Linked DNA regions of Rattus norvegicus: region 2 is linked to region 1. A link is a contact called in public Hi-C data. All regions are on one chromosome and are shown on one strand. The core of a region is the stretch at or near the end of the contact, and the rest is flanking DNA. Distances in the headings are between cores, read along the strand shown. Region 1 has its middle 6.2 kb from the start of Fbxl14. Region 2 holds the start of Rad52 (RAD52 homolog, DNA repair protein).

Region 1 (3,833 bases), core at 980-3,479:
TTTCGTTCGGGAACATGAAGCATTGAGGTTTACTAATTAATAAACCCACCGACAGGGCTTATTAATTAAAAATATTACTGCACTCACTGTGTAGCCTTAGCTGACCTGTCACCCACTATGTAGACCAGGCTGGCCTCTAACTCAGAGAACTGCCTGGCTGTGTGAGCGCTGGGATTAGTGGCGTGTGCTACCACGCCTGGCCCAGGAATTGTTTGTCTTAGTGGTCTAATTGCCCTTTCTCCCTCCCTTACCTACCTGTTCAGTTCCAGCCTCTGCACCCTCCTTCCAGAGTCTAAGAAATATCAGGCCTGAGGTGTCTGACTCCTGCTGAGAGACCACTTCTCAGAAAGCCTTGCCCTAGCCTGGGAAATGGAAGCAGCCGTGTCTATGAATAGGGGTGGCAAAGCTTCCTAAGGAGATGCAATGTGACCGACCTTTGTGATATTTTGTGTCATTACCAAGTGAGGACAGCAGTATTACCCAAGCCAATGCTGAATAGCCCCATACTGCTTGAGAAATAGTGACTGCGTCTTGAACGATCTCCCTACCGTCCAACTCCCACATCCTGGGCCCATGATATGAGCGGCCATTACAGACAGGCAGCATGACATGACTGGCTGTTCCACAGAGCAGGTTATGCCCATGCGCCTAGTGTCAGCCGGATGAGCTGTGCACACCGTAATTCCTTGGCGGTCAGGAGCAGCTGTGGCCATGTAATGAGTTCGTGGACGGCTGGGCTGCGTGAGACCCCGTCTTTGTGGAGGCCCTGGATGTAACAAATGAGGGCTCTGACTCTTTGTGGACCATGGGGAGGCATAAGGAAACACCAGTGAGGTCAAGCCTTCACTACTGAATAGAAGCAGCAGCCACGGTTCCAGAGCCCAGTGCAGGACCTTTCAGAGGGCACTGGAGTAATTCATGGTCCCAGAAGTAGCTGCACGTGGGCCATATCTTAGTGTATATTAAAGTCTGTATCAGCTTCCACACTGAGGCAGAATTCTCATGTCACCTGCATGCCATCTTATTGACTCTCCAAGTATAAAATCCAGTGTGCAGTATCAGCCGGCTGTCGACCCAGCTCTCTCCAGTACGCCACACCAGTACTTTTCTTGATATATCGCACTGAGCTGCGGCCTCTTGCCGCCGACACAGACCAGCTCCCTCTTTTGTAACTGAGATGCACTGTTTTCCAGTGTCACAGATACATGATAAGTTGTTTTCTCATTCAGCGCTGGAAATGGAACCCAGGACCTCAAGCATGCTAGGCATGTACTCTGTCTGCCACCCCTAACCCCGTCACTGTGTAAGGGCATGTGGTACTTGGTCCTTAGACAATTAAAAGGTAGAAGAGTAATGAGATAATAAGAACTTATACCAGGGAATGGTGGTTCATGTTATAATCCCAGCAAGGCCTGAGGTCAGCCTGGGCCACATGGTGAATTCCAAGTCAGTTTGCATTAGAGTGAGACCCTGGCTCAGAGAACAAAAAGCAAAACTTTCTTTCCTTGCTTAGGGAAAGGGAGTACACTCTCTGTGGCTAACTCACAGCGGCCGAGATACTGGAAATTGCAGTCTTGTTGGCACTAGGGTGAGTGGCTTCTTAAAGGCAGAATTACTGTGGCAGTAATAAATGTCACCTCGATGGAGGACAGGGTATATGCTGGCTGGCTGAAGGCTAAAGGCAGTCCCACCAGGCAAGATCAAAGTGATCCCTGGGAAAGAGGAAGAGACTAAAACTGATCATCTGCAAGCACTTCCAACACGTTTGCAGTGACCGGGAAACATGTTTGCACCCAAGAGCGAGAACAGCCTGAGGTGGCTGTGCAGTCTCCTCTCACCAGATGTACGTTACATACAAACAGTCGACACCAATTTAAATCCCATTTCTTACCTACTTTGTGAGGTTTGCTTTAAAAAGCACTAACCTAGCACTCAGTGTTGGAACAAGTGCATTGGCAGAAATGGGCTGTGTGGCCCAAGTGTGAGCTTAGGGCTGAACTAGCTGGCTCCCAACCCTGTGCCTTTCCTCATTTCAAGGGCCTCACACCTCCCTCCAGGGTTCGTAATGGCATAAAATGTCTTTCCTTCTATCAAAGGGACAGAATTAGCTTTCTAAAGGGGTGATGTTTGATGGAGGAGGAGAGGGGATCCCATGCCTTCTCTAGCTCCTCCCTACTCTGGCAGAGCAGAACCAGAAGCCTGGGCCTCTTCCTTTCAGAACCGGGAGGCAGCTGCCAGCTGCGTGAGGCCTTGGCTTTGTTCCACAGATCGTATCTCTTACTGAAAAGGCCCTTGTTCCCTGAAAACTCAGTGGTCCTGAAGGGCTACAACTCTCTCCTGTGCCTTTGAAAACCTTGGTTTAGAGCTAGGTTTGGTGGTTTACAAATGCCTGTAACCTCAGGACTAGGGAGGCCAAAGCAGGAGGGTAGCTGTTCAAGTTCAGTGCCAGCCTGGACATTTTGAGTTCTAGGCTAGCCAGGGCTACATTGTGAGACTCTGCCTTAAAACACAGAGACCGACGCCCTTCCAGGGAAACCTCGGGGTTTGGAAGACAGATCATCTGCCCTTCTTTTTTATGGGGTTGTAGGGTAGGTTCTCATCAGCCCACCCAGGTTGGCTTCCAACTCAATAAGTAGCCAAGAACTGCCTTGAACTTTTGTTGCTCTGAGTACCGGGATTAGAGGGCTACACCACACACCCAGTTTATGTGATGCTGGGGTATGCACCCCTAGCTCCTACATCCTTGGAAGAAAACTACAATAAAAGAAACATGTACTTTTAAAAGATATTTATTATAGATTTGAATTCTTTTTTTTTTAATCCGTTTGTTTTCTCTTTAATGGTCCTGGCACCAACTTATAGTTTTAGTAGATGTGAGGTGGGCAGGTATTCTCGCTGCTGGGCTTCCCCTCCTCTGCCTGTAATGCCTGAGGGGGCTCAGCAGGGGGAGAAGTTTACACCACACCCTGGCTTGTAGCCAGAGGTCACTGTGGCCCTCGGACGCTGCAGAAGTTGCCTGAACCCCACTTACAGTTGTATTAAAGGAAGAGGCTACTGTCGGTGACCCCTGAAGAAGCCAGGAGTCCTTTTCCAGTTTCTGTGGCAGATGATTGTTGGACTGTAAGGTTTGTGGTGAATTCCCCTCCCCATCTACCCCAGTGGCTTTTTTCCCCCCGCTCTCCTGCGATGGTCCCGCTGTGCAGCTAGTTTACCTTAAGCAATTCTGCTCGGTTGGGGTCACAGGCATGAGCTTCTGTACAGCCTCTGCTTTTCTTGAGTCTCAGCAAACCCTGAGATATCCTTCCAGCCCTCAAAGCCTCTCTCCACCCTTCCGGTACCGAGCTTACCCTTACTCTCTTTGAAGCAGTAGCTACACCCAGCTCCCACTCACTTGAGGGTCACATCACAGGAAACCAAGGTAGAGTCAGCAACTGATCTTCCAGAGAAGGGGCTTAGTTCAGATTGTGGCTCCCTCCCTGGTTAGGCGATATAAGGCAGTTTGTGCCCCACCGGAAAAACAGGGAGATGGCTTGAAGGGTTAAAAAGTTAAAAAGTACCACGCAAAGCCCAACGTTTTTTTGTTTGTTTGTTTGTTTTTTTTTTTGTTTTCCATTCAAGGGAGAGATGTAGGTGCTTGGTCTCCATTACCAGTTGTAAAATGTTTATCTCCGTCCCGAGAAGTTCTGTATGCTTGCCTAGTTCAGGTAGTGGACGCCAAGACCCATGATCTGACCTCTCAAATGCTAACTTACCAACCTTTAAACATTTACTTTTATTATTTGAAACTTATGTGTGGTGCCTGTGGACATGACTACAGGTGCGCAGTAATCAGA
Region 2 (3,819 bases), core at 1,112-3,611, 440 kb before region 1:
TGACCTGCGTAGCAAGCTTCAGGGCAGCCAGTGCCCTGCCGGCCTCTAAGGAAGTTGCCAAAGCATCCTTAGTTGTACACATTGTGCCTCTATACACCAGACCCTAAAGATTCCAACAGAAGTCTTAGAGTTGATAGTCACTTTAATGAACTACCAGGATGCAAAATTAATACACACAGACCATTAGGGGCAAAATATAGACCAACGACAAACACAACTGTATTCACAACTACCACAATAAACAAACTATCATGGAGTAAACCCAGCCAGAGAAATGACTGGGGGGAGGGGGTCTCTGTGTAGTCCTGGCTGTTCTAGAACTTACTCTGTCAACCAGTTTGGTCTCGAACTCACAGAAATCCACCTGCCTCTGTCTCCTGAGTGCTGGGATTAAAAGTATGTACCACCACACCCAGCTAACATTTTTTATTTTTTTAAACTATGTACATTGGTAGTTTGTCAGCATATTATGTCTATATGATGGTGCTGGACCTCTGCAATTGAAGTTATAGACACGTGGGCGCTGGGAATTAAACCCAGGTCCTCTGAAAGAACAGCCATTGCTCTTAACCACTAAGCCATTTCTTCAGCCCCTGTGTTTTTTAAAGATTAGAAATTTTGAATCTTAAAAAAAAAACATTCAATGTTTGTATTATATGGGTGTTTTGCCCGCATGCTTATCTGGGCACCCCATGTGTGCCTGGTGCCTCCACGTATTCCTTATAACTAGAGTTATAGATAGCTGTAAGCTATCATGTTGAATGCTGGGAACTGAACCCAGGTCCTTGGGAAGAGCAGCCAGTCCTCTTATCCACTGAGTCATCTTTCTAGCCTTGATGTTTTTTTTAAATGAAATATAATTACATTATACTCATCATATCCAATCCCTCATATCCCCCTCTCAACATCATGGCCTTTTTGTGTTTGTTTTACACAGACAACACAGACATACATATGTGAATATATAAATATAACCCTAAGTCTGTTTAATGTAGCATGTACATGCATGATTTTAGGGCTGATCACTTGGTACTGGGTTATCCGTTAGGGGGTTCATCTCTAGTATCTATTCTCCCTGTCTCAACAGTCATTGTCTGTAGCTCTACATCTAGGGGTTGGCCCTTCAAGATCCTGCCCCCCTTCCAAGTGGGCATGTCAATTGGTGCTATCATTGTCCAGCTCTTATTTTTTTTAAAGACTTATTTATTTATTATATGTGAATACACTGTAGCTGTCTTCACACACACCAGAAGAGGGCATCAGATCTCATTACAGATGGTTGTGAGCCACCATGTGGTTGCTGGGATTTGAACTCAGGACCTCTGGAAGAGCAGTCAGTGCTCTTCACCACTGAGCCATCTCTCCGGCCCCTGTCTAGCTCTTATTAAAGCAGCAATACGAGATGTCATGGATGTAGTGGAATCAGCCTAGATGGCCAACAACTTAGTCATCTGATGGATAGTTGAAACCATACACACGACAGAACTTTATTCTGCGGAAACAGATCCTACACACACACACACACACACACAGAGAGAGAGAGAGAGAGAGAGAGAGAGAGAGAGAGAGAGAGAGAGAGAGAGAGAACGAGAACGAACTGTATTATTTCACACAAGCGAAACAGGCAAGTTCACTGACAGAGTAGAAGGGGTCCTGGGACGAGGGGGAAAGTGGTGGAATGGAGAGCTCACTGGAGCTTCAGGATTTATTTAGGAGTGATGAAAATGTTGTGGAATTCGATGATGCTAAGGGTTGCACAACCCCCAAGCATATGAGTAACCAGAGAACTGCACACCTCTAAGGAGTGAATTTAAACGTACTAATGCACGCCTCAGTTTTCAAAGTCCGGAAAGGCTACTCCGAAGGTCAAGTCCACCGTTTCTTCTCAACCCAACCCACTCCATCCGACTTCACCCAGTCACAGACTGTTAACAGTCGGCGCGCGTGTCACCTTGTGCAGAGAACCGCTACTACAGCCCGGGCTGCCCTCCCTAGCTCGCGGTCAGCACCGCAGACCCGGCGCCTCCGTCCAGAATCAGCGGAGCCCAGGGGACTTCCGGACTAGGTCTCCCTAAATGAGACGCCCCCGTGCAGGGCGTGCCCAGCAGCCGCCCGAATCCAAAGGGTCCCACGCTCTGCGACCCCGCTGGAACCACCCCAGCGAGGGCCGCCTGCACTCACGTGCCTCGGAACGCGGTGCACGCAGGAGCTCGGTCCTGGGTGCTGGGAGGCTGGAGAGGGCCTCGCAGAAGAGATCGAGGCGCAAGCTCAGGGAACGCTGGGAAGAAGGTCTGAGCCCAAAGAATAACAGAAGAGGAGCCGTAAGTCAAGTCCGAAGTCGACGAGAGCAGCAAAGCCGACTGTCGCAAATCTCGTGGCGAGCTGGAGGCCGCGGAGGATTTGGCATCCTGATTCGCTCGCTATTAAGTTGCGGTCTGCAGCAATCAGCCATCCTACAGCCAGGGTCGTGTTGGAGCCGCGATACCACCACAGCTTCGGTGGTCATTGCTCTCTCTTCAAGGGTGCGGCTTCTTCCAAGCTCTCCCGAGGCTGACTCTTCGCCTTCTATCTGGTTTCTCTAGGCGCCCTGCGAGGGTGCCTGGTGTGACCGGGCTGGGTGACTCCTGGAGCCAACCTCTCCTCCAAGCACTTTTAAACTCTGAGACCCTGGCAGCCAGAGGGATTTCCGCAGAAATTCAACCAGACCGATCCCAGTTTATGGTGTTTTCTGCTTTACAGCAGATCTATATCCCCAATGTGTAGTTTATACACTGAGAACTTTTTGGTTCAGGCCTCCGGATTGCTACAATTTAACCAATTCATTATATGACCACTATCTCTAGGATCTTCTGTGTTTTCCTGGATGATTGGCTTAACTAGTCTTCCCAGGAACACGGAGTCAGATGCAGTTAATAAATAAATCGAGGGGTTGGGGATTTAGCTCAGTGGTAGAGCGCTTACCTAGGAAGCGCAAGGTCCTGGGTTCGGTCCCCAGCTCCGAAAAAAAGAACAAAATAAATAAATAAATAAATAAATAACAAAATAAATAACAAAATAAATAAATAAATAAATAAATAAATAAATAAATAAATAAATAAATAAATAAATAAATAAATCGAAAGTTCTTTAGCCCAATGTAGGGTCCATACCGACAAGACCAAGGTAACAGGACAACGACACCAGCTACAAGAAGAACTCAGCAGTTTCTGGAATTAGCTGGCCACTCAACATGCCCAATACTTGCACAAAAAAAGAAAAGACTCTTTCTCTGGGCAGTGGGGAAGCACGCCTTTAATTCCAGCACTCAAAAGGCAGAAGCACGCCTTTAATCCCAGGACTCAGGAGGCAGAGGCAGGCCTGTCTTGAGTTCAAGGCCAGCCTGGTCTTCAGAGTGAGTTCCAGGACGGTCAGGGCTACACAGAGAAACCCTGTCTCGAAGAAAAGAAAAACATCTTTTGAAACTGTGCCACCAAGTTTGCCAATCCTGGGGGCACAGGCCTGTAACCCAAACGACTGAGGAAGTTGAAACAGGAGAATCCCAAACTCAAGGAGAGCCTGGGCTTTTTACCTATAAAAAGAAGGTTGGCATTATAGCTTAGTAGCAGGACTCTTATTTTTTTAATTTTTTTCAAAGATTTTACTTATTGTAGGTATGTGAGTGCACTCTCACTGTCCTCAGACACACCAGAAGAGGCTGGCACCCATTACAGATGGTTCTGAGCCACAGTGTAGTTGCTGCGATTTGAGCTCAGGACCTCTAGGAAGAGCAGTCAGTGCTCCTAACCACTGAGCCATCTCTCCAGCCCCCACCAGTAGGAC

The links. Hi-C and Micro-C count contacts between places; a contact is called where the count stands out from the background.
Region 2: a contact with region 1 is called in a Hi-C map of Schwann cells, with 8 times the contacts expected there. The contact joins the promoter of Rad52 here to the enhancer-like site in region 1. A contact is called at or near these places in 6 of 12 Hi-C or Micro-C datasets (the A7r5 cell line, the Rat2 cell line, Schwann cells and 3 more) and 1 of 1 datasets of contacts at active chromatin or transcription factors (oligodendrocytes).

The regions. Positions count from the first base shown.
Region 1 is chr4:154,339,122-154,342,954 of GRCr8, reverse strand. It overlaps a transcript of Wnt5b not described here. Among named protein-coding and RNA genes, the nearest start is that of Fbxl14, 6.2 kb to the right of the region's middle. Within about 2 kb of position 2,229, at least 8 of the 93 cell types and tissues checked have an H3K27ac peak or open chromatin away from gene starts, as enhancers often do.
Region 2 is chr4:154,776,862-154,780,680 of GRCr8, reverse strand. It overlaps Rad52 (RAD52 homolog, DNA repair protein), which reads right to left and starts at 2,361. Exons shown (of 12, transcript NM_001354109.1): 1 at 2,186-2,361.